Regions from separate parts of the Rattus norvegicus genome. Here all the other regions are linked to region 1. A link is a contact called in public Hi-C data. All regions are on one chromosome and are shown on one strand. Each heading gives the region's core, a stretch centred on a gene start, on an enhancer-like site or on the middle of the called end of the contact. The rest is flanking DNA. Distances are from core to core; before and after follow the strand shown.

What was found. Hi-C and Micro-C count contacts between places; a contact is called where the count stands out from the background.
Region 2: a contact with region 1 is called in a Hi-C map of the A7r5 cell line, with 4 times the contacts expected there. The contact joins two enhancer-like sites. A contact is called at or near these places in 2 of 12 Hi-C or Micro-C datasets (the A7r5 cell line and the Rat2 cell line).
Region 3: a Hi-C map of liver shows a contact between it and region 1, with 5 times the contacts expected there. The contact joins two enhancer-like sites. A contact is called at or near these places in 3 of 12 Hi-C or Micro-C datasets (kidney, liver and psoas muscle).
Region 4: a Hi-C map of Schwann cells shows a contact between it and region 1, with 6 times the contacts expected there. The contact joins the promoter of Myo10 here to the enhancer-like site in region 1. A contact is called at or near these places in 10 of 12 Hi-C or Micro-C datasets (the A7r5 cell line, the Rat2 cell line, Schwann cells and 6 more).

Annotation. Positions count from the first base shown.
Region 1 is chr2:77,628,501-77,633,702 of GRCr8, reverse strand. No RefSeq gene overlaps it. Among named protein-coding and RNA genes, the nearest start is that of Basp1, 37 kb to the right of the region's middle. Within about 2 kb of position 2,397, at least 17 of the 93 cell types and tissues checked have an H3K27ac peak or open chromatin away from gene starts, as enhancers often do. A contact at or near this core is called in the A7r5 cell line, Schwann cells, hepatocytes and 2 more, where this site is marked.
Region 2 is chr2:77,763,415-77,769,366 of GRCr8, reverse strand. It overlaps the pseudogene LOC134485722. Among named protein-coding and RNA genes, the nearest start is that of Myo10, 65 kb to the left of the region's middle. Within about 2 kb of position 3,991, at least 15 of the 93 cell types and tissues checked have an H3K27ac peak or open chromatin away from gene starts, as enhancers often do. A contact at or near this core is called in the A7r5 cell line, where this site is marked.
Region 3 is chr2:77,793,494-77,799,432 of GRCr8, reverse strand. No RefSeq gene overlaps it. Among named protein-coding and RNA genes, the nearest start is that of Myo10, 35 kb to the left of the region's middle. Within about 2 kb of position 2,697, at least 6 of the 93 cell types and tissues checked have an H3K27ac peak or open chromatin away from gene starts, as enhancers often do. A contact at or near this core is called in liver, where this site is marked.
Region 4 is chr2:77,827,612-77,833,309 of GRCr8, reverse strand. Myo10 (myosin X) reads right to left here and starts at 1,778. Exons shown (of 41, transcript NM_001401822.1): 1 at 1,323-1,778. The coding sequence starts at 1,343.

The DNA of each region.
Region 1 (5,202 bases), core at 1,148-3,647:
CTGACCTTCCCATCTCAGGAACAGGCAGAGGCAGGACACTAAGGGAGAATACTTAGCCCTGCTTGTTCCGCTTATTCCAATGGCTCTCAGGGGCAGGGTAGCTTTTTCTCAGAATGGAATTAGGCAGAAGGAGGAATTCTTGTATGTGTCAGAACAGGAGAGCATGACAAGGTCCTTGGATGATTCTATTTGAGATTTATGACTTCTCAGAAACCAGAGCCATTTCTGCCTAAGCTGTGTGCCTAAACACATTCTAGGAAATACCTCGTTAAAATGGTGATTTTGTCCCTGTGTGAACACTGTAGATTTGCAGCTACAAATCCGGACGGTACACTCTACTTCACACATAGGCTATACGATACAACTTTCTGCTTCTGGGTTGCAGCCGTGAAGCATTTAAGTACACCATGCTATGGGTAATGGTAACTCAATGGGGATGTGACTCTAAGAGGATAGACTAGCAACACCAAAGGAATTTTTCAGTTCTGCTGCCTCTCACAGGACCACTGTTACATCTGCCTGACACCCGTCCCCCACCAAGGCCTCACACAACACAGAAGAGCTCCTAAAGTCAGCTGCTTATTTATCCATTATCTATCTATCTATCTATCTATCTATCTATCTATCTATCTATCTATCTATCTATCTATCTATCTCAAGACAGGGTTTCTCTTGGTAGCCATGGCTGTTCTGGAACTTACTCAGTGGATCAGGCTGGCCTCGAACTCAGAGTCCTGCTTGCCTCAGTTTCTTGAGTCCTGGGATTAAAGGCATGCACCACTACCACAAAGTATCTGTATGTCAGAGGGAGCTAGGGATCCTTTCTTCTGAGTTCTGTAACATGGGGGGCTCTTCCTTTGCATCTCAGAGATCTGTTATCTTTATGTTCTGTTTTCTCTCCCTCCCTCCCTTCTCCTTCTCTCTGCCCTCTCCTCCCTCCTTCCTCCCTCCCTCCCTCCCTGGCGGTTTTTCCCCTGTCTAACAGATTGAAGCTAGAATTACGCCCTTGCTAAGGCACTACTCTGCCGATAACCTGTATGCACAGTCTAGATGCTGTATCTTTCCCTTCTTGCCCACTTAAGAATAGGTAAGATCACAGCAAATACTCGGGGTGATTCAAGGGAGCACGGTGGTTTAAGCACCCAGCAGACTGTGTAGTTTTTAGGTATTTGAGGAGAACTGCAAAGTCACACACATGGCTACAGAAGTCACCAAGAGTTGTTGACTTGGAGAGGGAGAAAGCCAATGCTCTGTACTAAAAAACGATTGGGGTTGAAGAGAGAAAGGGAGGGACAAGCACAGGGAGAATGTCCCAGGACCTTGTGTTAATGAAAGGTCTCTTCACAGGGTTCCTCTGTTCCATCGGCTTTTTCTGACTTTGGGGTCGGTCCTTAGGCTGCCAGAACAAATACCACAAGCCGGGTGACTTAAACAACAGAACTCTATGTTCTCAAAGTTGCAGCGGCTAGGGTCTAGAATCAAGGCCTGGGAAGGGACAGTTCCAGGGGCTTCTGGGGATGGTTCCAGGGGCTTTCAGGCACTAGCCGGTCACCACTTTGCTCCTGACTGCTGGGCTGTCACCTGTCCTTGGTGCATCTTGTTTTATAGACATGCCACCCCAGTCTCTGACTTTGTTGTTCCATGGCCTGTCCCTCTGTATCTCTAAACGTCCTCTGCTCAGAAAGACGTCAGTCACTCCGGACAAGGACTCTCCCAGCTGACTTCCTCTAAACTTGATTACATCTTTCCAAAGAGCATCACAGAAGATTTTGACGCAGTTTGGAATGCTGTCTTACACTTAGCTCTGACCAAGTGAACAGAAATGTTCAGTCGGCCCCAGGCACCGCAGGGTGGGGTTTCTAATGGCGGGGAAGCCCAGCATGCAAGCACACATTGGCTGAACTTTGTAGAAGATTTCTGTCCAGGTTTCCGTTTGCCTTCTCCTAGCCCTTGGTATTCAATTCCTAGTCTGAGAATTTATTTTTAGCATAATGAATAATTTATGTTTTAAAAATGACTAATGAAAAAGAAATCAACCACTTTGGACTGGACAGAGCATGAGTGTCTGGTCTCTGGCCCTCTCTTCACTTTTCTTCCCATTTGCTGCTTCGTCTGGAAGGAAAGTGTCTACTTGACCTTTTTTTTTTTTTTTCCCTGTCACACGACCCCTTCCACAAGTAGGTTCTGCCCTCTTCGGGGACGCACATGCGACGCATTATGAAATTAAACTTCTGCTACTCCTAAATCTCACTTTCAAGTGTCTCCGAGTTGCCAATGTTTTCTTGTTTTCCCAGCGGTAGTGGAGTCGGGGATGGGGATGGGATGAGGGTGGGAGTAGCATGGCACAGTGTAGGATGTTTTTTCGTGATATTTTGGGCCTGAAGCCTTGTGCACATTCTTGGGATGGTTCGGTTTCCGGGGCACATGCACAGTGACCTTACTTAGTTTTGGGCCAATCCTGCTCGCTTGAGTCAGCTACTTTTTAGCAACTGCGGCCAGAAAAATGCAGTTTTTTTTTCAGGAGTGCCTTCTGAAATCGTTTTTCTGTGTTACGTCAGAGAAACAGTGGCATTTCGTTTTCCAAAAACAGTTCCTTTTATAAACTGTTAATAAAATGACCCGTGTTACCCAAATTAGGGGTTTTGAGTTTGTTCTGCAGCTTTTTTAAACTGAAGCGCCCCCTAGCGGGCACTTTGTGATATTTATGCTTGTTCTGGTTGAACAGTTTTTCTCCAGGTTTCCAAAAAGTTTCTGTTAAGCTACTACAGAGAACCACATGGGGTGGATGTTTCATAAATCAGCCAAAAAGAAAAGAAAGTTTTATGGGATTTTAAAAATATTTTATCTGTTTTCTTTCATTTTACCATGTAATTGAAAACAGTTTCTCTGAACTGACCACTAATATGGACAAGTATTTGGGAAGAGACCCTTGAGTCTCTGGTATGGTATGCAGATGCCCCTTTAAAGGTAATGTCCTTGAAACCAGAACTCAGGGGTTCATCGTGTGTAAGGGGATTGTCTAAGAGAAGCATCCTCCTGAGTTATAGAACTTGTTCCCTACTGGCCTCGGCTTGTCAAGGGCTCTTATGGGGTGGACTTCTGAGACCCTTGGAACCTGGGGGACTGACTGCTTGGTTAATGTCCCCACACCAGCACAGAGCCTTTTATGAATCCCTACGGACAGCTGGAATGTGTCCCACCTTCAAGACCTTATAGGAAAGATCCCATGGCCTCCAAGGAAGGACATTTACAGATCCCCAGATTCACTGACTAAAACCACTTGGTTGGAGTTTCCCAGGTGACTCTGAGGTTGATAATTAGCCCCAGAGAGGCAAAGGGTAATCGGAGGCTCACTGAGCCTACAACCCCAGGCTAAGTGTCAGAGGGTAGACAGGGTGACCTGGAGATCCAGTAATGCACCATGTCGCCCTGTGCCTCATAGGATAATGACATTAGTGTGTTTACCTGTCGTGAGCGGAATAAAAGCCAGCAATTTTCTTTTTGAGAGTCTTTGCTGGACTGGAGTCCGTTTACTTTTTTGTTCAAGCCTTCTTTTCCTTGGGCTCATACATTTTTTAAAAAATATTTATTTATTTTATGTATGTGGGTACACTATCACTGTCTTCAGACACACCAGAAGAAGGCATCGAATGCACACTACAGATGGTTGTGAGCCACCATGTGGTTGCTAGGAATTGAACTCAGGACCTCTGGGAGAGCAGGCAGTGCTCTTGACCACTGAGCCATCTCTCCAGCTTAGGCTCATACCAGGCATCCCTTGTTTAAAGGTTTGATTAAGCTCGGGGCACTAAGTGCTCCATGTGTAAGTGTGAGGGGCTGAGGTCAGAACCCCGGAGCCCATGGCAAGTATCTGTGATCCCCCTGCTTCTAGGGAATGATGAAAAGCTGAGGCTGGAGGATGCCCAAGAGCTCACAGGCCATTTGGCTTCTTGCTGGATGCAACAGGGGACAATAAGAGGAGACTGTCTCAAAGAAGGGAGGAGTCAAGGACCACTACCAGGAATGGTCTTCTCTGACTTACACATCTACACATGTTTCCCTCTTGCACACAAACATGCACACACATGTCCTCGACCATCACTCAGGCATATGCGTACACTCAAGATAAAAAAAAAAGAATTAGATTCTGTGGTTCTTCCTGTGGAGTCCCTGTGGGAGGGAGCTGTGTGATGGGGGTGGGGGAGGACTGGGAGGAGAGGGAGGCAGATATCGGTATGTAAAGTGAATAAATAAAATAAAATGAAAATACTACGAAACCACGTTAAAATGAAGTTTTATCCTAAATATATATGTTCAGCTTTTCCTACACTCGACGGCCTTCGGACGCTTGTTTCAGGGAGGCTACAGTTCGCCATGGTAGATACAGGACAGCTCTTGGGGTTCGTGCTGCTCTATCTCCAGTGCACACAGCCGCTGTCTTTCAGCCGCTGCTTTACCTCCTGACCTTCTGCATTAGGTTTTTTTTTTATTTAAAAAACTAATGTGTCTACTGGTATTTTGCAGTGTAAAGAGTTGAATGATGACCCCTCCTCACCAGTTATCCCCAGCCCGATCTCCAGAATATATGGGCATTTCCATGTTTGCAGACATATGAGTTAAAGCTCTGGGGATGGGGAAGTTACTGATCACTTGTGTGGGACCTAATGCATGACAGGTACCCTCTTAAAGACATGTGTATGTGAGGAGGAAGATGAGGAGGAGGAGGAGGAGGAAGAGGAAGAGGAAGAGGAGGAAAAGGAGGAGGAGAAGAAGATGAGGAGGAGAAGAAGACTGGTTTGATGGATCATGAGCCCGGAAATGCTAACAGCCCGGACATGCTGACAGCAGGCAGGAGCTAATAAGAGGCAGGGGACATTTCCCCCAGCACAGCCACGCTGACACCTTGACTTCTGGCCTACAGGCCTGGAGGAAGTTATATCTCATTCTGAGACTGCATTCCTCACACTTCCTGATATACAACAGCCAGTCACGGTTTTCTTAGTTAATGCTACTTCCAACTGCTAACATTAGAAAACTGGCTCGCCAATTATCTGCCAGTCTGTGTCTAGCACTGGAGATCTGTGGGATTTTACCAGCTAGCTGAAAAGAAATGGATTTATTTTAGCATCACACAATTTGGAAGCAAATGCTAGGAAAGGTAGAGAACAGATCAAGAGGCCACGTATATCTGTGTAACCCTGA
Region 2 (5,952 bases), core at 2,742-5,241, 130 kb before region 1:
TGAATTAGCTAGGCTCCAGGGAATGCAAAGCAGTGTCGGGGAATCAGGGTTTGTTAGTAAACATTTATCTGAATAGCATTGGTCTGGAGTTTACAACCTGGAAAACATCTAACTGTAGTTCACTTTAAACAGAGGAGTTTATCAAAAGGCTTAACAGAAATAAGAATGGAGAAAGTGATTCCAGATGTAGGCTTATAGAGGCACTACCCTGCTCTGGGCCATACACATTGTAAGACAAGGGAGCTAGGAGCATGGAGGATGGATTTTCTTGAGGCGCTAGTGCCAGGCTGGAGCAACTGTTTGGTTTTTGTAGGATAATCAGGGCATGGGGTCAAATATTTCACAGTTTCTTATTCGTTGGCTTTCTCCTAAAGACCTCAGAACATGGGTCAGTTCTTTCCAGCATAGATGTATGGAGGCATACATCTTTCCAGCATAGATCTTTTGGGGCCTAGAGGTCTAGGAATTTCTGTTGGCTACAGTCAACCAAAAAGGACTGGCCAACGAAGTGACTTCAAGTGGTCACAGCTTCCACTAAGAGTTCAAAATATTTTTATAAGAACATGACGGCGAGCCAACCTTTATCACCTAGTCATGTTTGTAGAATTAAATTGGTCAGTCTAAAGTCATACAGGAACAAAACTCTGACGATTTGGGGAGCAATTTTTAATTCAGCAAGAGTAGATTGACTATAGGATTCCCATACACAACCCCCACTCCCAAACATTGTACAGTTAAGCAAATTCTTCACTAAGAACTAATGGACCATGAAAACTTTCATCATTTAGTATTCAATAATGGGCAAGGTACTATTGAGTTGAAAGGTCAAGACTTCTGCGTGTTCCTTCCATACTGTTGGATAGATGCTAAGCAACATCTGCATTTAGGGCAGGTCCTTGGTGCTACAGGCTTTTAGTGATGATCAGGGCAATGGCAATTATAGTAATAACTAACCTTTATTAATTATGAACTGAACTGAGTTGTTTTGTGCCAGCTAAATTATTGTCCTCATTTTATAGACGGGTAACCTAAGACTTAATAAGGTTTTTTGTTATTGTTTTTTATTTTATTTTATATTTTTTATTGGATATTTTTTTATTTACATTTAAAATGTTATCCCTTTTCCCAGTTTACTGTCCATAAACCCCATCCTTCTTCTCCCTTCTTCTATGAGGGTGCTCACCCACCCATGTACCCACCCCTTCTTGCCTCCCTGACCTGACATTCCCCTACACTGGGTGGGGGGGTCCAGTCTTGGCAGGGCCAAGGGCTTCTCCTCCCACTGGTGCCCCACAAGGCCATCCTCTGCTACATATGCAGCTGGAGCCATGGGTCAGTCCATGTATAGTCTTTGGTTGGTGGTTTTAGTCCCTGAGAACTCTGGTTGGTTGGTATTATTGTTCTTATGGGGTTGCAAGACCCTTCCAATGGGGACCCAGTTCTCAGTTCAATGGTTGGCTGTGAGAGTCCGCCTCTGTATTTGTTTAACTTTATATGTTTGGCCTGCTGTTATATTGATAGACTGTTTTCCATGAGTATGTATATGTATATGTGTCTGTGTGTATATGTATGTATATGTACTCCCTAAATTGTCAGAGCTTTATTCCTGTATGATTTTAGATTGATAAATTTAATATATGCTGTGTATATATAACATGCATATGGATATATAGTATATACATATACATACACACACATATCCCATTGTTCCTATAGTATTAACTAGATACTACTAGGCAAGATTTCAAAGTAACTTTTTGTGTAGGTAAAGGGGGCTATTTTTCCAGGAGCATGTAGACTGACATCATAATGAAATTATTCCTCGGAGGGTAACTAGCTAGGTGATTTATTTGGTATCTTGTTGTTGCAATTATTTTTTGTGGGTGTGGCAAACTTTATTGAGAGTAAGGAGGGCTCCTTAGGCCTCTCTTGGTATTTGGGGGTCTGGGATGGAAATTGTGAGGGAGATGCTCAGTATTGAGGGCTGAGTTGGGACCGGGACTCCTCAGCAGCCAAGGGTTTCTCTCTTGCTCTCTGTGTCCTTGCTGGGGTAGGTGGTCCAGGGTTTCTTACTCCTTGGAGGCAATGTAGGCCATGAGATCCACCACCCTGTTGCTGTAGCTGTATTCATTGTCATACCAGGAAATGAGCTTTACAAAGTTGTCATTGAGAGCAATGCCAGCCCCATCATCAAAGGTGGAGGAGTGGGAGTTGCTGTTGAAGTCGCAGGAGACAACCTGGTCCTCAGCATAGCCCAGGATGCCCTTTGGTGGGCCCTCGGATGCCTGCTTCACCACCTTCTTGATGTCATCATACTTGGCACATTTCTCCAGGGGGCATGTCAGATCCACAACGGATACATTGAGGATAGGAACGAGGAAGGCCATGCCAGTGAGCTTCCTGTTCAGCTCTGGGATGACCTTGCCCACAGCCTTGGCAGTATCAGTGGATGCAGGGATGACGGTAGTACAATCTTGAGTAAGTTGTCATATTTCTTGTGGTTCACCCCTATCACAACCATGGGGGCATTGGCAGAAGGGGTAGAGATAGTGACCCTTTTGGCCCCACCATTCAAGTGGGCTCCAGCCTTCTCCATGGTGGTGAAGAAATCAGTAGACTTCACAACACCAGCACCACCCCATTTGATGCTAGCGGGATCTCACTCCTGGAAGGTGGTGTTGGGCTTCCTGTTGATGCTAAGCTTCCCAGTCTCAGCCTTAACTGTGCCATTGAATTTGCCATGGGTGGAATTGTACTGGAACATGTAGACCATGTATGTAGTTGAGGTCAATGAAGGGGTCGTTGATGGCAACAATCTCCACTTTGCCAAGTGCAGAGCAGAAGGCAGCCTTCATAACCAGGCACCTAACACAGCCAAATCAGTTCATACCGACCTTCACCATCTTGTCTACCAGACAAGGCTGGCACTGCATGAGAATATGTGGCTGTCTCTGGAACAGGGAGGGGCAGAGAACCTTGTTGCTAAAGTTCTAAGAAGAAAAAAAATAATATTTGTTCTTTTCAGACAAAGTCCCACTCTGTAGAACAGCACAGCCTGAAACTCACCCTGTAACTCAGGCTGGCCTTGAACTCACAGCAACCTCTTGCTTCAAACTTCACAAATGCCAGGGTTGTAGACACAGGCCACCATGTCTGGTTTAAAAGAATATATTCTAAGAGTGGGAAAGGAATCCACTGACTACAGAGAAAGAGGCAAGGGCAGAACACATGCTGGTTGTTTGCACAAAGTTACACATATTTTTAGAAAAACAATGCTTCCCCGCAGTCTAAGGTGGCATTTGGCTATATTGAGATATGACTAAGGACTAAGGCAGCGAAGAAAAATCCCCACCCTTGAGGAAGCTTGCTGGTCACAACATCCTGGTGCGCTCCAGGGGGCAGCTCAGAGTCACAGCCTTCTTGCCCTTGCTGGCACAGGATGGTCTCATTGCACATTTGTCCCTATATGTCATCATTCCCAGGCCCTTTTTAAGGTACAAAGAAACAAACTTAAGACAAACAAATATTCCTGTTGATCAGTGACTTTTTGATGTGTATCCAATGTCAACTCGTTCCCCTGATATTTTAGAAGCAGAAGCTAAGGGTGAGAAACCACAGTTGGGATTTGTAAGCACAAGTGCCAAGGATTCAGTAGACGTTGGTTTAATTATTCGAATCACTCGAGCCTGTAATACCGGAGGCTAGACACTAGGCTCACTGCTTGGAAGCCCTCAGACCATTCAGTCTCTGTGCTTTTGGGGGTTGACTGTATGCTAAAAAGAGGAATGTCTCAGCAGTCAAGGAGAAAAGACACCTGGCAAAATAGGTTAGTGCCACAAACTCCCTCATCTAGAATGGAGTTTCTAGAAGGAAATGCCGTACAAGGTGCAAATCAGATCTGAAATGTGGGTCAAGGTTAGTTAGGAAGTGGGCAGTGGGAAAAGAGTGGGTGGAACTGTTTTGGGGGGAGGACACTCATTTGGAACAGGGCATGGGATTTGTCACTAAAAACCACTGGAATTTAACTCTAACCAATAACTGTTTTTGTCCTTACTGTGTGCCAAGTTATGTGTTGACAGCTTCATATGCATTGTTCCCTTATTCCGTTGTTTTACTTTTGAAAGGTGAATGTTCTATGCAGATTAAAAAAATGCCTAGAGAAATGGAATCAGAATTTAACTCCAAATACATATTGAGGAAGGAGGAGAGCAAGAAGGTGATGGTGAGGGTTCTTCATTTCAAACAGTTTTACCTGTCTCTTCTCAGGACCTATGCCCAAGACTGTGAGTTCAGCTGCAAGTCCTTCTGTGCCTGGAGCCTAGGACTATAGCTGGTAATGCTGAACGAAGAGAAACGCCCCAGCTGTTCCCACAAAAGCAAGTGCTGCTGGTCAGTTATAACATGATAGATGTGGGTAGATGGGACAACAACTGTTCCTTCTTGGTATGTGTAGAGGCTTGCACGTTGAGATCAGAGTGCTAGCATGGTCGCTTTCTGCTGTGGGTCCGTGTGCTTTACACGTGGCTGCTTTCTCTGTGCTCCTGTAGTGGAGAACACAGAGAGAAGCAAAGTGTTTCAGGACTCTCAACAGCCCTAATCCTATAGTAAAAGCTTTTCCCTCACCCTGAGACTGACTTTGGTGAGCATGTAGTGATGATGATGGTTCACACTCTGGAAGAAGTGGGCAGGGCTATCCCATCCTCAGGGCTTCCCCATCACAGACTGAGGGTAGTTCAAAACTACCTTGACCCTAAAGATGTTGGACTTCAGTTTTAGTTTATTTTTTATGAGCATATGAATCATTAGATTTCATTGTGGTACTTTTCAGGCAAAGAGTTGTTGTTGTTGCTGCTGTTGTGTTTCTCTTTCTCTTACTTCTTCTCCATTCCTTTTCTGTTTTTGTGCCTCCCACCCAATCTCCTTCCCTTTCTCGTGTGCTATGTGTCCTTATCCCTCCTCCCCTTGCTTGTCCTTGCTTTTCCTGCTTTTCTCTCAGGGCCTCCTATCTATTGCAACAGCCCCATATTCTAGTGAACCCCTTCTCATAGCCCCCCCTATTTACACACACACACACACACACACACACACACACACACACACACACACATACACACAGATATTGAAAATTAGGATGTGTGTGAGAGAGAACAAGTGACTTGAGTCTTTCTGAGTCTGGGTCACCTAACTTAATATCGTACTTTCTAGGTCTGTCCATTCTCCTAGACAGTTCATAATTTCATTTTTTCTCTAAGCTGAGTAAAATTCCACCATATTTATATACCATAGTTTTAATTCTCATCCTTCTTGATTGACATCTAGGCAGGTTCCATTTTCTTGATACTGTGAATAATAGGAGACACAAGAACTTCTAACTCTTAGCAGACAGAGACATTCCTAGGTATCTTTTTGCTCAGGACCTCCAGCCCCCACAGACTAACACTCATAATATTTGAAGGTCTTTATGGAGTCAAAGATACTAAATGGCTTCGTTTTTCTGAACTATAAATCCCCTGTTGGAAGGGACTTTTCCACACTGATATTTTAGAGGGAAAATGTAAGGGAGAGTCGTTATGTGAGCATCTTGGGGTGAACTTAAACAAACCTAAATGGTGTGGTTCATCCTCCTGACAAAGTGTAATTGATAAAGGGCTTTTGCTATGATCTAAGCTATCCAGTCATTCAGGGAATCTAGCCCCACCATCCTCTACCTCTTTGCCCCGGAAAACCTTTACCTCATTTTGACTGGATGAAGAAGTCCAAAAGCAAATTCCAGGAAGTGACCTTGCTCCTGGCTCTGTGAGAAGAGATCATCAATCCAGTTCCAAACCTCCCTTAACCCTTCTCCCAGAAAACAGTACACCAGACGTTCTGTCCTGAATTTGGGACATGTCTTGCCATGCATGGATCAGATGTCAAGCACAGCAGATGTGTATGTTTCAGTGAATATGGAAA
Region 3 (5,939 bases), core at 1,448-3,947, 170 kb before region 1:
CTGCTACCTGGCTAGCCTGCTATTATAAGGAAACTTTCTCATATGTTGTTTCTGCTGTTACTGGGAAAAGTTCTCTTGCCTAAGTTGATTACACATTCTGTTATGTTCTGCACTTTTGGAAACCAGTCACGATAGAAGTCAGTAGAACTGCTTTGTACAGTTACCCACACAATAGGTTTAGACCCAAACCAACCACCCAGCATCACTTCCTGCACCCGTGTATAAGCTTTTATGATATTTACCTTAATAAACTGCCTGTGGGATGGACCCCAACATAAGAGAGATACCCACATCTATTTAAAACGAGACTTCTATTTTGAGTAGGGATTGAGTAAAATTTAAGGTTCCAAGACATCCTACTGTGCAGAAAGAGGCATATACATGGGTTGATGATATCCTGGTAGACAAGTTAAGACAAGAATGTTAGACAAGGCAAGTCCCCTGCCACAGTTGAATACCTCAACCAATGGGAACAGGATAAGTGTACAACAAAGTGATATCCCTAAGGACATCCCCTATCTCTGAATCCTGATTGGTGGGATAACTTAGCACAGACGTTTGTGGATTTTAGGCTTAAAAACCCCATAGGCTCTGAACTCTTGGACCTGAACCATGTCCCTGACTGATCAGTCTTGGGGTGTAGTGTTCAATAAATCATCCCCATTTGGCTGAGATTTGTGTTTGAGTGGTTTGTGCAGTGATTCCCAGCCCCCAACATCTTTGTGTGGCTCTGGCTGCCCTGAAACATACTCTGTAGTCCAGGTTTGCCTCATTCTCAGAGATCTGCCTTCCTTTGCCTTTCTGGTGTTGGGATTAAAGGCATGAGCCAGCATGCGGGGATCCCAGTGTATCTTTGTGCCTTTAATTTGTGGCAAAACATGAGCTCTCAGCTGCTCCTGCCACAGAGCCTTTGCTTTCCCATCATGGACTCTGGCCCACTGAAGCTGTCAGCCCAGTCAAATGCTTTACTTTACAAGTTGTCTTGATCTTGATGTTTTGTCTCAACAATAGAGAAGTCACTAATATACTGCCTAGCAATTCACCATTTCAGCAGGAAGTAAAGGCAGGCTATGTCACGTTTCTCCATTTTTCAGGGCTCATTACTGAGTCCTGGGGCTGTGGCATCTTCCATAAGCATAGGCCACAGTCTCAGCTGGGTGGAGTGAGTCTGTGCACAGACCATTAGACCCAGACCCAGACAAGCTAAACCCACTGCAGCAGAGCTCGTCTTTTACTCCCATTGGTCTCTGCTATAATCTGATGACTGACACATTAGCTCCAAGGGGATATAGTGATGAGTAGAAAGGCAGATCCAGAGAACCTATCTTGATCTTATCAGAAAGATGACAGACCTGAGCTATCCACATTAGTTATTAGCAAAATCATAAGGCATGGGAAAGCAGGTAAGCAAGTGGACCACACACACACACACACACACACACACACACACACACACACACATCATGAAAAAGGAGGCAGATGAGTACTACCTGGGTATGAGTGTGACAACCTAAGAAACAAGAAAATGTCCTGGTATGTTGTAATTATAGCATACCAAGTGTCTAATGCGTTCTAGGCATTGTTTCAAGTTTTTTGCGTGTTCTATCCATGCACATGACATGAAGTATTATTATCTTGGTTTTGTAGATCAACCGTGGTCAGGTATCTGAGAAGCAGCAGGTGGCTGGTGGATCTGCACAGTTGAACTTCAAAGGCCTGGTCTTGAACATCTTCCCTAGGCTGCTTTACAATAACTCACTATATAGTCTAGACAGACTTTAAATCCCATGATCCTCCTGTCTCAGCTTCCCTCATATTGGAAGTAGAAGTGTATACCACCATAGCAAGCTGTAAATTTATTTATTTTTTTCCTCACATTTGCTATCTTTAGAAGCCTGTGAGCTCTCTCCTTTTGACTTGCACGGGTGTGAAGATCTCACAGCTCCTTCAGTAAATGTCCAAGCACATACCTGAAAAACAGTGACCACCACATAGCCAGAGAGTATGAGCCCACGGAGCAGACCAAAGGCTAGTCTGGCCTTAAAAAAAAAAAAAAAGTAGCTTCTTTTGTTTTAATGAGCAGCTTCCCTGTACGATTTTGTGGTGAACATACAAATTCCCGTTGCTAGTTTGAGCTGAAATTTGGCTTCATCCTCCACCTGGACATTTTCCTTCCTATAGGCTGTCATCAGAGCCACTGCCAGCTACCCAGGGTTACCACCTCCCTTCCCCCACTTAGTATGGCCTTCATCTCAGTGGCCCCGAATGCCGTCCAAGGAAGGCGTGTCTCTCTATTTGACCTTCTGCGACAGCAAATTCCTCTAGCTGACCACAAGCAGCATTGAGAAGTTATTTCCTTTTCTTTTTCTAAATCTTTTTAACCAGTTACTCTCTTCTAGAGGACTGTCGTTGGGAGAGAAATAAACGCAATTGTTATTTTATTGTTCGAGTGGTGGCCAAGGGACAAAAGTTGGTTTAAAACACTTTCAGAATCTCTGTTTCAATTTGAAAGTTTCTTTTTTTCCCCCTAAATGTAGAAATAGGTGTCCATTTTACAAGTTTCCTAAAATGAAGAAAACAGGGCCTGTAAACAAAATGCCCCTGGCCACAGAGGGCGTTGTAGTCTCATACTCCTGCAAAGAGGACTCGGTGCTGGAAGGTAAAAGGTCACATTCATTGATCACATTAGCAATTTGGCATTAGTAAATGCTTTTGACACCTAAGCCACTGGTAGCCAAAATCAAATTTAGGTCCCTGCACTGTGTTGATTCCTGATCATTTCTGTCTCCCAGACAGAAAAGGCAAGTGGAGCGTCAGGAAGGCGCCAAGATAGCTGAAGCTCAGAAGGCACGAGAGGAAAAGTCAAGAAAATTCCAAAAGGAAGTCTTACTCCTGCTGGGGAGATTTCTCCCTCTAGTTTTCTCTGGGTTTGAGGAGGACCTAAAAAGACAAAACACAAAACCTTTTTAGCAGTGTGAGCAATCTAGCTCTAGTTCCCTTTCCGGAAATCCCCCCACCCTGACTCTGGCATTTTCCAAAAATCAGTGAGAGTGCTTCCCGCCCTCCAACCCCACTGCGCCTGCCTCTCATCTCTGAAGGAGACATTGAGTTCATCTGAGGAGTAACAGGAAAGAGCACTCACGGCAATGGGCTTTTCAATATGATGTATTTGTATTTGATTGACAAATCAAAGAGAGAGAGAGAGAGAGAGAGAGAGAGAGAGAGAGAGAGAGACAGAGACAGAGACAGACACAGAGACACAGAGACACAAAGAGAGAGACAGAGACAGAGAGAGGGGGGGAGGAAGGGAGAGAGACTTTACTGCTTTATTCTGTAAAGGCATACACTCATTCAGAAACATGATACAGAAAATTATGAACACTAAAACCTCTAATCATCTAACACCCTAATGCCACCCAATAAATGTTAGCAATTATAGACAACCCTAGGCCCATTTACTCATTGGAAGAACAGATAATTTGTATGAATTAAAATGACTATTCAAAGTTGACGATGTCCGCATGATGCTTTCTTTTATTTAAGAACGGGAAAATCTGATGGAACAAAAGAAATGTCAGAACCTCCCCCAACGTTTTGATAGGTATGTGCTTTGTTTTGTCCAAGCTGAAAAGAATGCTTTGTCTTTGTAAGCATAATTTCAACCATGTTTTACCATCAGCTCCACATTCAAATGAATTCAACGTTATTGATATGATCCAGTCTAGTGCATTGTGTGCATTCGGGTGTGCATGTATGGTGTGTGTGTGTGTGTGTGTGTGTGTGTGTGTGTGTGTGTGCGTGCACCTGCACGTGTGCGCCCCTGTAGGGACCAGAAGTAAATGTCCAATGATTCCTCTGTGGCACTCCATCTTGTTTTTTGAGGCAAGGTCTCTCACGGAACCTGGAGTTCTGCGTGTGCTAACCCAGCTGGCCAGCAAGCCCTCAAAATCAGTCTGTCTCTGGTTTCCCAGCACGAGGAGATCTAGGCATAGACACCACAGGCGGCTGCTACATACGTACTGGGGATCTGAACCTACATCCTCCAGTCTGGACAGCAGTCACATTCTTAATATTCAAGAAATGGCTGCCTTTAGACCTGCATACAACTTAGCCTTTGAAAGGATCGATTTAACCAGCTTGTGTTTTACAGTTTAATTTCTATATATGTAATTCCTGAGAAGACTTTTTTTCTGGCTATAGATTCAGTTTTTCATTTACTTCTGGAATATTGCCTTCTGTGGCAAGCAAGCCATCCCCAGACCCAGATGGGCATGGTGGGAAGAGTTCAAGGTACTGTCAGAACACCAAGAGGGATGTCACATCCTGCCCCCAGGTTCCTATGCCTTCTTTAGGCATTAATTTAAGCATAAAAACAAGCTACCGCTTAGTGTCATCCACCTGTGAGACACTCGGAGATGGAGTCCTGGATCCCACCGCAGCCTACAAAGTCACAATCTGCATTAAACAGAGAGAGAGTCTGAAGAGTGTTGCTTTACCCAACTTAAAGCCTGCCTGGCAAATTGACAAACTCCTATCCCACACATTTCTAAAATGGCATCAGGGTCATAATCCCCAAGGTGCTTAAGTGCAGGTGTGCCTGTCCCCAGCACCTGCTCCTGCAAAGCATCTCATACGGGCCATCTGGGACACAGCTAGGGAATTTGCTCCTTCAGAAAGTATTGCAGGATGCCTGGCTTTAAGGGTGCTTTAGAACATATATTTACACACACACACACACACACACACACACACACACACACACACACACACATACACACACAGCCTTTTACATATTCATAGCACATTATCCTCCTGAGGTTGTAGTACTGATATGTATTCTAAAATTAGTTCTTAAACTTAACATTCTTGCTGGGGGTCTGTGTGGCAGGAAGGACATGTGCCACAGCATGTGTGCGAAGGGCAGGAGCAACTTCTTTTCTTCCACATGGGATCTAGTAGAAATGGGAGTGCAATTTCACAGCTTATTAGTTTGGTTTCTGCTGCTGGGGTAAAACCATGACCAAAAGCAACTTGGTTTATTTTAACGCGACGGGCTGTCATCCATCATGGAGGGAAACAAGGTAGGACCTCAAGGCAGGAGACTGGAGGCAGGAACTGAAGGCAAAGCTAGAGAACAGTGGTTCTCAACCTTCCTAATGCTCAGACCCTTTATTTCATACAGCTCCTTGTGCTGTGCTGACCCCAAACCATAAAATCATTTTCATTGCTACTTCATAAGGGTAAGTTTGCTACTGTTATGAATTATAAGGTAAATAGAAGACTAGCAGGACATCTGATGTGTTATCCCCAAAGTGGTCATAACCCACTTTATTTATAGAAGAATACTATTTATTACTGGCTTGCTCCTCATGGCTTGCTCAGGTTGTGTATGGTTTGTATATGCTCAATCCAGGGAATGAGTGGCACAATTAAAAGGTAGCCTACTGTTTGAGTAGGTGTGGCCTTGTTGGAATAGGCGTGTCACTATGGGCATGGGCTTTAATACCCTACTCCTAGCTGCCTGGAATTCAGTCTTCCACTAGCAGCCTTCAGAGGAAAATGTAGAACTCTCAGCTCCTTCTGCACCATGACTGCCTGGATGCTGCCATGTTCCTGCCTTTATGATAATGGATTGAACTGCCGAACCTGTAAGCCAGCCCCAATTAAATGTTGTCCTTATAAGAGTTGCCTTGGTCATGGTGTCTGTTCACAGCAGTAAAACCCTAACTAAGACAGCTTGCTTTCTAAATATACCCCAGGACCACCAGACCAGAGGTCCACCATCCACAGTGGACTGTGTCTTCTCCTGCCAAACATTAATCAAGAAAAGGCCTCACAGGAGGCCTACAGGAGAGTCTCACAGAGGCAATGGCTCAGTTGAGCTTCTGTCTTCCCAAGTGACTCTAGTTTTTGTCACATTGACAAAAGCAAACCAATGC
Region 4 (5,698 bases), core at 529-3,028, 200 kb before region 1:
AATTTTCTAAAAGATCACCAAGTCAAGAACTATTTTCCCTAGAGACAAAATCTCATTTTTCTTATATATAAAAGCAACTAAAAACTCAGCCTAGCAGTAATTCATTGTTGCGTACCAACTCGAAAGTCCTGCCTTCCTGTAGGTATGAAACAAAAGCCCACAAACTGGAAAACGCTAAGGGGTCTCTATTTTCTATATACTTCTCTTCCTCTAAGTGATGGTTAATTTCTTTCCAGGATGCCTTTTAGGGTGACAGAGACAAACACTTTGGTAAAAGTCAATTCGACCATTATACAATACACCACTGTGGCCATTCTAAGTAGCTATCTGAGAATACAGTAAGTGAACGTCAGACCTTGAAACACTATAGCCAATTAACTCTGTTAAGGCAAGTTAACTAAAGCGGAGGGAGGCAAACTCTCACTACTCTGGTTTGCTGGAAGATTCCAAAGCTGTCCTGGATTCACAAAATATCACCCTGACTTTCAGCAAAAATCTCATCAGCCTCCCCCAAGTCAGCTAAGTTTACTCTGAGCCACTTCAAACCTCAAAACTTAAACAGAATTTATTAAATAATCACAACCAAGAAAGGAATCGGTGCCAAGAAACCAGAGCGGCTCTCCATCCCAGGGGGAAAAGGAAACTTTCAAGTCCCGTCTCAAGTAACTATGGTGTCCCGCCCTCAAAGACCCTAAAGCGAGCATCGGTTTCATCTTCTAAAATAACCATTGTTTGCCTTAAACGAGTTTTGTTTAAACTCGAATTCACGATCTACCAAGAAAACGGTATTAAAAACAGGATCATCTGTCTCGTGCTCTGAAATTATCCGCAAACCGGACCTGAGCGGCGCTGGTAAAGTATGGACCCCAAACTTGAAGGCCCAGGGAGGCAGGGCACTAACTGACTGGAGCCAGCCGGCCGGCTCACACTTCGTTAGCCGGCTCCTCTGGAAGCCACAGGAAGCCCGCACGTTCGGCAAAGGAAGTCCCAGACCTTTCTTGGAGCAAGGCACGTCCCGGCTGCGCCTTTTACCGCGTTTCCTGCACCCGGGCCGACCTCCCCGCAGCTCTCCCCCGCCCGGCGCCCGGGGACTCACCTGGCGCGGCGTGTCAGCTAGCCACCCACGCCCGGGGACATGCGAGCGCAGGACAAACTCAAACCTGCCTAGGCTTACTCATCCTAGACTCGGGGCCGGCGGAGGGAGTGGGGTTTCAGGAGACTCCCACAAAGTTTCCCCTCCTGGGACGCGCAGGCGCCGGCCGGGGCGCGCTCGGTGTGCGGGTCCCGGTCCTGGTCTCAGCCAGGTCCTCCCCGCCACTCACCTCGGGAAAGAAGCTGTCCATTGTTCCGGCGCCCGCACCTTCCCAGCACCGCTCCAGTTGCGGAAGTCAGAGCAGCGGCAGATCCCGGGAATCCACGCGTGTCACGGTGCGCCTCGGGGCGACTCCAGCCCGCGGAGCCGCCGCGCTGCCATCCCCCGGTCGCTGCTGCTTCTCCGCACCTTTTGTCCTCGTCTCGGACCTCCTCCGTCCCAATTGCAGCCTTTGTCTCTCCTTCCTCCAAGTTCCTCACTTCTGGGCGAAGTGCTCCCGGGCGGAGAACAGCTGGTGGCACATTCTTCCCCGGCTGGGGGAGGGCGGCAAGGGGCTGGCGACCCGCCTTCCTCCCTCTGAGCTCCGCCGGGGGCGCTCGGTCCCAGAGGGGGTTGGGTGGAGGACAGCGGATCACCAGCAAGCCAACAACGGTGAGCACTCCGGCCCCAGGCGCGGCTGGCTCTCGCCAGCTCCTGGGTCTCGCTTACCCCTGTGCTCTATCCGCCCCGCCCTCAAGCCCCGCCCCCGACACGTAGCCACGCCTCCTCTGGACCTGGACCCGCCCCCGGAACCTGAGGAGACTGAGCGCCTGCTCTCAACTACACACAACCCCGCCCACTTGGCGCCTGGTTACGCCCACTGTAGCCCCGCCTATAGCCTGCTCGGGCTTCTCACTTGCCGCGCCCTCTCCCAAATACCACCCAGACCACGCCCACCGGATGCGCGGCCCCGCCCCTAGGAGCCCTACCCTCTGCCTTCCCTGAGTGCGGCGGGCGCGCGGGATTCTGCTACCACCTAGATCAACCCTGAATCCCTGGAGCCGTGTCCTTCTCCTGGTTCTTCTCAACACTTGTCTAGGCTCCATTAGATGACTTGACTCTTCCCTCTAGAGACTAGATAGTTAGGCGTGATTGAAGGGGGGCCCTTCGGGGGTGAATGTTAGACACTCCCAAGAACCTGCTCCACGTGGATCTCATCAGTGCGGCTCTACCGTTGTGCGATCCCCGGGACAGGAAGCGGAAAACAGAGGAATCTGAACTTTTGAAAGCTGCTTTTCCGTGTCGAGTTTCTCTGCCCCAAATCGGTTTTGTGATAGCCGCAGGGAAATGTTTTGTACACGGGAAGGGGACGCGTCCTATAGCACCTTAAAACTGTAACCTCTTTTTCTGGACGTAAAGGAAATAGAGCAGATGGAAGGGAGATGGGTAAATGCTCTCGTTCACCAGGAATCAGCCCTGGTTCTCACCAAGACAACCCCTCCATCTTTATTATGGCCAGGAATCTGGGGATCCTGTAGCACAGACTGGGATTCCTAAGTCTGCTTTCCTAAAAGGAGTCCAGATGGCCCTCCAAAGGTGGTGCTAACTCCAAACAGCGCAGAAGGAGTTTCCTTCTGCAGCGGTTTAGCAAGACCAGACAATCCAAGTATTAGATCTATGAACCCTTTGAACCGACCACTGGGTGTAGTCAGACTTACTTACTCGGGAGTCACAGCTGGTCTAGCAGCGGATTGTTTACTGGCATACTGGGAACAACAATGAACTGACTTGAGAAGTTCCCTTTAAGGGATTTGTCAACTGCTAGCAGTTTGAGAAAGATACTTTCCAGGGAAATGATACACCCTCACTCTCCCAAGCTGCACCCTGCCTGGTTAGGTACTCGCTTCTTAGGTTTATTTCAGATGTTGTAAGATTAATCGCATATTATGGCTTTTTCTTGATGTCCTATTCACCTGCAGGGAGGGTCGAAGCTTGTAGAGGAAGGGTGTTGTGCTCAGGCTGAATGCAATGGCTGAACACATGAACCATCTTGTCCTCCTTATTTGGGAATTTAAGCATTATTGTATCTCGAAGCATTTCATTAGGGTTGGTATCCCATCTCACCACTTTGGAGAAAGAGTCGAAGTGTAAACGAGTTAATGATACTATGCTATGTGACTGGTTTCTTCCACAGGTTTACACTAGGTTGAAGGAAAGTTAAGATGGAGCCAGGACAAATGTCAACAATTCCCAACACAACCAAAGTGCTTAGTCAAATGAGTTTTGCCACCAGCTGTGTTCAAGCAGCCGGCCGATTAAGCCCATTATGGCATTAATCTGCACACATCTCTGCAAGAAAAATGATTTAGGCAGTTCATTGGGGTGTGTGGGTGTGAACCGGTTCCCAGCATCAGTCCTGCTCCAGACTCGTTGGACAGCCTTGGCCCCTGGCCTTTTAGAAGTCACCATCCAAGCCATTCCTAGCTCATCTGCTAAAACACATGTGCTATGTTAATACTATGCTCGCTCGGTAATAGAAGAACCTGGAACTACCTAACTATGTGGTCGCTCTGGACTTTTCCTTCTTTTTCTGCAAATTTAAAACTAAAAACAAAACAAAACCTAGGTTTGTTCATTTTTATTTAGCGACAGGATCTCGAGTATTCCAAGATATTCTATTATTCTCTATGTAGCTTAAGATGACTCTGGAGTCTCCTGCCTCTAACAAGTTTGGAGCACCATGTCCAAGTTTGGGGTGCTTTTGCTTCCTGGGAAAAGAACCCAGGACTTTGTGTGTTCTAAGCACACACTCTATCAGCTGATCTATACCCCAGCCTGTCGTTGAGCCTAAGTACCTCATGTACCTAAGTAAACTCATGGTGCTTCTGTCTCAGCTTCCTGAGCAGTGGCATTATAGGCCTGGGCCTACACAGTAGGCTGGGTATTGTTGTTTTTATATGATTACACTGACCTGTCTTCAGACACTCCAGAAGAGGGCATCAAATCCCATTCCAGATGGTTGTGAACCACCATGTGGTTCCTGGGAATTGAACTCAGGACCTCTGGAAGAGCAGTCAGTGCTCTTAACCACTGAGCCATCTCTCCAGCTTGTTTATAAAGTGCTGTTGTGTTTGTTATTATAATTTAAAGGAATAATAAATAATTACATGTTAAAACAACACAGCTTATGAAAAATAACTACATGGTCCAAAATGAAAATTATAGTAAATAAAATGGAATTGCTTATTTTTTTTTTTTTTGGTTAATAGAAAGTATTGAGTTATTGTATTTGCTTCTCCATTTATTCTGATTCAACGTATTGTTTTGGTTGAACAATAATAATGTTCAGGAATATACTAATATTCTTTCATATAATTGTGAATATTCTTTATATGACATCAAAACACTATACTTCAAAGTGTTCACTTATGATATGAAATCTGAAGCCACATGTATGTACAGTTTTTAGTTGTGTTTTGGGGTGGGACGCGGGGAGGCGAGGGGCTTGTTGAGACGAGATCTCTTAGCTCTGTTTCTCCTGGAACTTAAGCTGGCCTCAAACTCAGAGGTCTGTTGAGCTCTGCCCCCCTAGTCCTGGAACTAAAGGTCTTGAAACACCATGCTTAGCTCATAGTTCTATGTCACTGCTTGTCACTTCAGAAGAAATGGTTAGTAACTGTCCCTACTTAACTCATATAGGAAAGATTGAACACCAGATCCCATATACAGAGTCAAATTTGTGAGATTGTTTTATTTGTTTAAAAAAACTGTTTAACACTGTATGCAAATACCCTAGGGCAGTGTTTTAAAAGAGAAGCAAAACACAGACCCAACCAAAACACAGACCCAACCCAAAAGCCTGACCCTAGATCCCTGAGGTAGAGTGGAGGGCCTGGGAATCTGCATTTCAGCGAGCACACAAGTTAGCCCATGTGGAGCTGGAGAATCTTCGCCGAATCTGTCAGTTTCTGTCTGTATGCACACTCTCAAGAAGATGGAAAGACAAACCTTTGAGGTAAGCCTGTTTGCAGAACAAACAGCAAAGTTATTCTAAGCATTCCAAGTAGGGCATGCAACGTCCAAGCCTTTGGGATGGCATCGGTTCCCCGAGAGGCCCTTAAATTCACAAGACAGGCCCTTAAAACTCACAAGGTCTTTGACAAGACTGACTGAGGAAGGGAGACACTTTAGATCAATAGATTTCTAAGAATATCTACTCTCGCTACTTTTTTTTTTTTTTTTTTGGATGGTTGGTTGGGTTTTAGTTCGAGTTATTTAATATATCCTCTTGGGGCTGTGGGGCTGTGCTACTGACTGGACAAAGCTGAAGGTCAAACCGTGCCTGTGTCAAGTGGCAAAGTCACAAGAATGTTCTGCTAAGTCTGAGGCAGGGCATCGCTTGAGCCAAGGTCCGTTCTCACGTCTCGTACATATAACTCAAAGATAATGTTATACCTGGCTAATACGCTACCACACTTGCAAGATGAAAGACCTCAAAGGCCAACGTGAAGCTTTCCTACTTATCGGCAAATATTATTCCACAACTCGAAAAAAAAAATTGTGCTACTATCAACTGGATCACTTTCTCTACCTCCACCTCAGCTGTACTCCTGTCTCCGTGTGCCT